Linked DNA regions of Mus musculus: region 1 is linked to region 2. Evidence: chromatin contacts called from public HiChIP or PLAC-seq data. All regions are on one chromosome and are shown on one strand. The core of a region is the stretch at or near the end of the contact, and the rest is flanking DNA. Distances in the headings are between cores, read along the strand shown.

What was found. HiChIP or PLAC-seq counts read pairs in DNA pulled down with a chosen protein or histone mark.
Region 1: an H3K4me3 HiChIP or PLAC-seq map of bone marrow-derived macrophages shows a contact between it and region 2, with 4 times the contacts expected there. The contact joins the promoter of Slc35b1 here to the promoter of Acsf2 in region 2.

What each region holds. Positions count from the first base shown.
Region 1 is chr11:95,383,473-95,386,602 of GRCm38.p6, forward strand. It overlaps Slc35b1 (solute carrier family 35, member B1), which reads left to right and starts at 1,384. Exons shown (of 9, transcript NM_016752.3): 1 at 1,384-1,641; 2 at 2,329-2,432; 3 at 3,014-3,130. The coding sequence starts at 1,538.
Region 2 is chr11:94,600,233-94,603,234 of GRCm38.p6, forward strand. Acsf2 (acyl-CoA synthetase family member 2) reads right to left here and starts at 1,554. Exons shown (of 16, transcript NM_153807.2): 1 at 1,411-1,554. The coding sequence starts at 1,538.

The DNA of each region.
Region 1 (3,130 bases), core at 134-2,633, 780 kb after region 2:
CTGAGGACGTGCCAAAGGAGCAAGCCTGCTTAGAGGAAAGCAACCCAAGACCCACAACTGCTTGACAATTGGGACTGTTATTAGGTAGGGGACTTGGTGACCTGGTGTTAAGTCTTGCTTTTGCAATTCTAGCAAAGCAGGTGAAGACCCAACTGTTAAATCAGGGAGAAGTCCATGGATGAGACCAAAAATAGGAAGAGGTGTGGTGTGGTGTGGTGTGGTGTGGTGTGTGTGTGTGTGTGTGTGTGTTGCTTCATTGGAGAGTTGGAAGGTCTTGAAGAAAATTTACTTAAGAAGTTGGAAGGGAGCCAGGCAGTGGTGGCGCACTCCTTTAATCCCAGCACTTGGGAGGCTGAGGCAGGCAGATTTCTGAGTTCGAGGTCAGCCAGGTCTACAGAGTGAGTTCCAGGACAGCCAGGGCTACACAGAGAAACCTGTCTCGAAAAACCAAAAAAAAAAAAAAAAAAAAAAAAACACTCGGAAGGGAGGTAAAGAGAAAAGGATTGTAAATTCAACATTATTCTACATAGCAGATTCGAGGACAGCCTGCGCTACATGTGATTATGTCTTTTGTTGTTTTTTAAAAGGCATTTCAATAAATTGAATTTTTCACCTCGAAGAGGTGAGGAAATACGATTAGAGTTGAGAAAATATGATGACTAATACTCCAAACTTGCACAGCACACTTAACAGTTTATAAAACACTTTGGTAAACCTTAGCTCATTTAATCCTCACACCGTTCAATGAGTGACAGGGTGGTTATTACTAATTACCCCTCGTTTGCAGAGCGAGAAAACTGTAGCTCGGAATTTAAGCAACACGTGATGTGCTGCCTCTAAGTGATAAGAGCCCTGACCTATCACAGAGCCTGCCCGGTGGCTCCCTGCCCAAAGAAGAGGACCTGGACTTCTTAGCCAGGTCTTGAACACAGGGTAGACAGGGTTGGAGTCGCTAACGTTGGGCAGCGGCTAGAGGGCGCTACGGCTCTATGAAGCGTTCTTGGCGTTAGGACCCAGCCGAGGCCTGACAGCCAACTGCAAAAAAAAAAAAAAGCCTTTAATTCTCTTCTGGCCTCACCGCCTCTTTCTCCGCCCATCTGTCTATTTTCGCTCTGCGGAGCCAATTGATAACATCCACATACTTATACGTCATCACTATACGCCGCGTAATCGCCTAGGCCTCCCCACCGAGCTCCAGCTTGTAGATGTCCTCGGCGTTGCCTGATCGGAAAAACCTAAAAGAGGAGACAATAACCTCGATATGGCTGGCTTTCCTGGCCACCAGGAATGGAGCCAAGATCTTAAAGCCTTCCTTCTTTCCTAGAACGCTCCTGCCGGGGCAGGAGGCATTTCCCTCTCGGAAGCTCTGAGCTGGCATATCTGGAGGTAGCTGCTCCGGCCTACGAGCCGGCGGTCGCACGCAGCTCCTATGAGGTCCCTGCCGCCGGCCGGCGATGTCCGCCTGGAGCTTTCGCCTTCGCCGCCGGTACCGCTACCTGCTCTGAACGGATCTTCGGCCGACTCGTCCGTGCGTCTCATGGCCGCTAGTAGATCCCTGGTGCCTGATCGGCTGCGCCTGCCGCTCTGCTTCTTGGGTGTCTTTGTCTGCTATTTCTACTATGGGATCCTGCAGGAGAAGATGTGAGCAGACCCTTGAGGGGGCAGGACTCCTAGCATCCCCCAGCCAGGGCCGGAATTCAGTCTCCACCATCCATTTTACGGTCTAGTCTTCAGGCTTCCTGTGTCTGGTACAGGGTTTTCTCTTCTCCGGCTCGGCCCTCTGACCTTTTTTTGCACCCTGCTATTATACATTGCTAGCTGAGCATCCTTGTAATTCTAAAATTTCAGGGCCGGCCTCTGGAGTTTTAGAACGCGATTTTTTTTTTCCCTTTAGATATTTTTACTTTTGTTGATTCCAAGAGTGCTCCGTGACCTGAGCCAGGTCTTATTTTATTTTATTTTTAGAAAGCCCCGAGGTGTTTGCAGACCGTTAATCTTCTTGCTCTGGGTCTTGCCTTTTTTTTTTTTTTTTCTCCTACGGGGGATACTTTTGTTCAGCTGTCTTGACTTTTTTTTTTTCTCCTACCTGTGTCCTTTACGGATATTTTTTCCTTAGGCTATGGTAGCAGTAGGTTGGCGTCTACTGTTTAGACTTAGTTTTTAGGCTTAAATCAAATCGTCTCCTTTGGGTAAATGAGCTCAGTAATCCTTCCTAACTCTAACTACACCCACAAAAGCATGATACTTCCAAAGCTCTCAGTGGATCTGAACATACTTGATGCCACCGAGTAGCACACACTAATTGCTTTTTTATGTGTTTCGTCTTAGCACAAGAGGGAAGTATGGAGAAGGACCCAAACAGGAGACATTCACCTTTGCCTTAACTTTGGTTTTCATCCAGTGTGTGATCAATGCTATGTTTGCCAAGATCTGTGAGTACCTCATAGTAATTTGTTGGGCTCACTCTCCTTCCTCCCATATTCTGGGCATAGACGTGGATTCATCTTTAAAAATCAAAGTTTTCCCTACCTCCACACCCTTGAGTATTTAAACAGCTTCTCTACAGACTGTAAAACCAATGGCTGTGAAATGAGATTAAAATATTAGGCCTCTAAATTATACCAACTTTTTAGTTGGAGACGACTGGGCCGTCTATATTCCAAATCCCCATTGAAAGCCCTTAGAACATTTTCCCCTTTATCCCTTTGACTTCGCTTTGTGTGTCAGCTTCAAACATGTCTTTGTTCCTGTCAGTAGAGTTAAGCCATCCTTTCTTGAACTCAGTGAATCTCTCCCTCCACTCAGCATGTGGTTGTGTTAGGCTTAAGGGGAACTGGGACGATGAATAATTTTCAGAGATTTCCCAGCTTAAGAGGATAGAAATAGCGGTCTTACTTGACAGGCAAGTTCCTTTCCTATGGCCTCAACTTTTTGCTTAGTGGTCCATCCTTGCCCCACCGGGTTTCTCTTGTATGTTTTGTTTGTTTTTGTTTTATTTTTTGTCTTCTCCCAGTGATCCAGTTTTTTGACACTGCCAGGGTGGATCGCACTCGGACCTGGCTCTATGCTGCCTGTTCTGTCTCCTATGTGGGTGCCATGGTCTCCAGCAACTCAGCCCTGCAGTTTGTCA
Region 2 (3,002 bases), core at 304-2,803:
AAGGAAGGAAGGAAGGAAAAACAAAAACAAAAATCACATGTGCATGGAGCCATGAGCCCCTAGGTCTCCTCAGGAAAGAAGGCAGAGGGATGTTAAAGCACTTCACAGGAGCTGAACATGTACTAACATCAGTGTTAGAGTGCTAATTCACATACATACATACATACACACACACACACACACACACACACACACACACACACACACACACCAGTTTGTTTCTTAATTCTCAGAAGGCACTTAGCTCTCAGAACCTGAGAGTTCCAGCCAAAAAGACATCTTCCAACTTGTCCGTCCAACTTCTTCTCAGGGGGGCTGTCTTTTGATTGGGTGCACAGGGTTTATCTGTTTAGCCCCAACTGTCCTGGAATTTACTTCATAGGCCAAGCTGGCCTTGAACTCAGAAACCCTGGCTCTGCCTTAAAGGTACACACCACTACTCTCATCGGCCTTAGTAGTGTCTTTTAAACTTAGTAGTGTTTTCTGAGACATATTCCTCTTTCTGCCGTGCCTCCACTATTCCTTTCCAAGACCACAGCCTGCACAATAATACGGACAACAGGCTTAGTAGTTTGCCCTTCCGTGCGGTAGAGCAGGATAGGCGATGTGCATACCTACTGGACGCAGAGGATACCACCATTCACCTTGTTGCACAGCCAACTCTCCCAGCTTGGCCTTTCCCCAGCAAGCTCCTGCAGTCCCCTCCGTGTCTGGTCATATTAGATTTATTCAGCCAACTCTCTCCTGCCAACCCCTTTCCCAGATCTTGCACTGAAGACAGATGAAAAAATGGGCCCAGAAGTGGTAATGACTGAAAGGAGGAAGGAAGCCGGGCAGTGGTGGTACAGGTCTTTAGTCTCTGCACTCAGAAGGCAGAGTCAGGCAGATCTCTGTGATTTCAAGGCTAGCCTGGTGTACAGAGCGAGTTTCAGGACAACCACAGCTACAGAGAGAACCCTGCTCCAAAAAGTAGAGGAGGTGGTGGAGGAAAAGAAGGAAGGAAAAGAAAACAAAGGAAGGAAAGATCTGTTATACTCAGTGCCCTGTGGACCCCCAAACGGTCCCCACATTTTTCACGGGAGTTAATACAGCTGAGAGAATGCCCTAGCAGTATTCAGCTCTATTCCTCGGGTGTACTGTTAAAAAGCCTCCACTCCTGGCTCTGTGTACCACATGGGACGCATACAGAATTCTGAACTAGAATTTGAACTCAGCCTGGGACTCCTGTGGCTATGAGCAGCAGCCCCAGATCCCGGGCAGGCCTGGCTTTTCCCTTTGCCTAGGTGGTAGGGTAGTGTGTGTGAGGGCTACCCAGAGTGGGGTCAGCCCCTGCCAAGCACTGCAGAACTCCCAAGTTCCCTTCTCGGGACTGCCCAGCCCCCTCTCTTTTCGGAATGCTGCTCGGGGTACCTGAGAGCGCGGACACTCTGCAACTTCGAGTTCGGCCGAGGGCGAGAGAGCAGCGTCCGGGGGCCCCGCGCCCCCAGGCTCGCGATACACAGCCTCCCGAAGCGCAGCATCCCGTGATAGACAGCCATGGCTCGCTTCCGCCGCGGGTCCGGGCCGGGAGTAAACTTTGAAAGTGAACGAGGCGAGGGTAATTAAGAAGCGGACGGGGAGGCGGGAGGGTCGCTCTGCCTATGGGGTGAGGAGGACTGGGTCCCCGCGGGGCGGGGCGGGGCGGGGCGAGGAGAGGCCGGGAAGTGGCGACTCGGTCCTGGCCACCTTTGCGTGGGAACTGCAGCCCTTCAAGCCCGCCCTCGAAGTCCCGCCCTTGTCCCCCCTCCCCCTCCCGGGGCTCCCAAGACCGGCTCTGCAGCACAATACAGGGCCTTCCTGCAATCATCACTCTAACTTTGGAGGGCCTAAGAGTTTCATAAACGGGAAAACAATCAACAGTCTATATAGAGCCAGATGACAATGCCTGGACTGGTTGGTCCCACGTGCCCAGTAGGGCTTGGGTCACGTGGGGACTTCCTGGGTGCTGAGCTACAGGCCAAAGGAATCTGCCCCGAGTGCCCCTGAGGCCTGCCAACTGGAGCAGAGGGCCTCTGGGGAGAGGAAAGGTAGTTGGGACCTACCGCTCTGATGGGTAAACCCCTCTGTATTCGGAGACCTCCGGGGACCAAGGTGCTAGTCTGGCCAGAGGCTAAGAGTCAGCTTTACTTCGACCTTGCATCCTCCCCACGACTCTGAGAAGAGTACCAGGTAGACAAGATTAGGTGGCATCAGGGACGCGTCTGTTGTATCCTACCTTCCCTCTTTCTGCTCTAGCCTGAAGCCTTAAACACAATTTCCTCAGCTGCTCCCCTAGGCTCCAAAGGACCCTGACTTTGTGACTCAACCCTCTAGCTGTGCCCTTAGGAATGTATTCTAACGTCATCCAAGGAGGATGGGTGACAAGATCTACAAGAGGTGAGTGCTCAGGCTGTGCGCTGGGTGTCCAAAGATGAGTACACTAGTCCTCCACTTTCTAGCTCCTCGTTGTCCTGAACGATCTGGGAAAGAAGAGAAGAAAGGCCCCCGGCCGGGTGGCTTCCCTTCTCCTGACTTGGAATGAAGAAAGCCAGGCAGAGGAACAGTTGGCGGAGGGTGGAGGTTAGCCTGGTGAACCTTTGCCTTGATCTGGTTCAGCTGGGGTCATGACTAATACAGCTACTCCTTCTCTGATCTCCAGAGTGACCAGATATCTCTCTCTTTCTCTCCCTCTCCCTCTCCCTCTGACAGCTTTTTGGAAAGAATCTGTGTTCCGTTGGAGAACAAGTCAAGAGGAGAGACTTTGAAAAGCTGGGCTTGAAACGGCATGATGCCCTCCAAATCAAATGTATACAGTGGTTTCAGACAGCCAGGCCCAGGGAGTGAAGGGTGCTGACTGGTATCCCAAGTTCAGGAGCCAAGCCCTGCCTTGAAGGCTTGGTGGATGACCCTGGACAAATCGTTGATTCCTTCTAGATAAATAATTGTCCTGGCAAAGTGAAGGGTACATTCTGGTCCCCGGGACC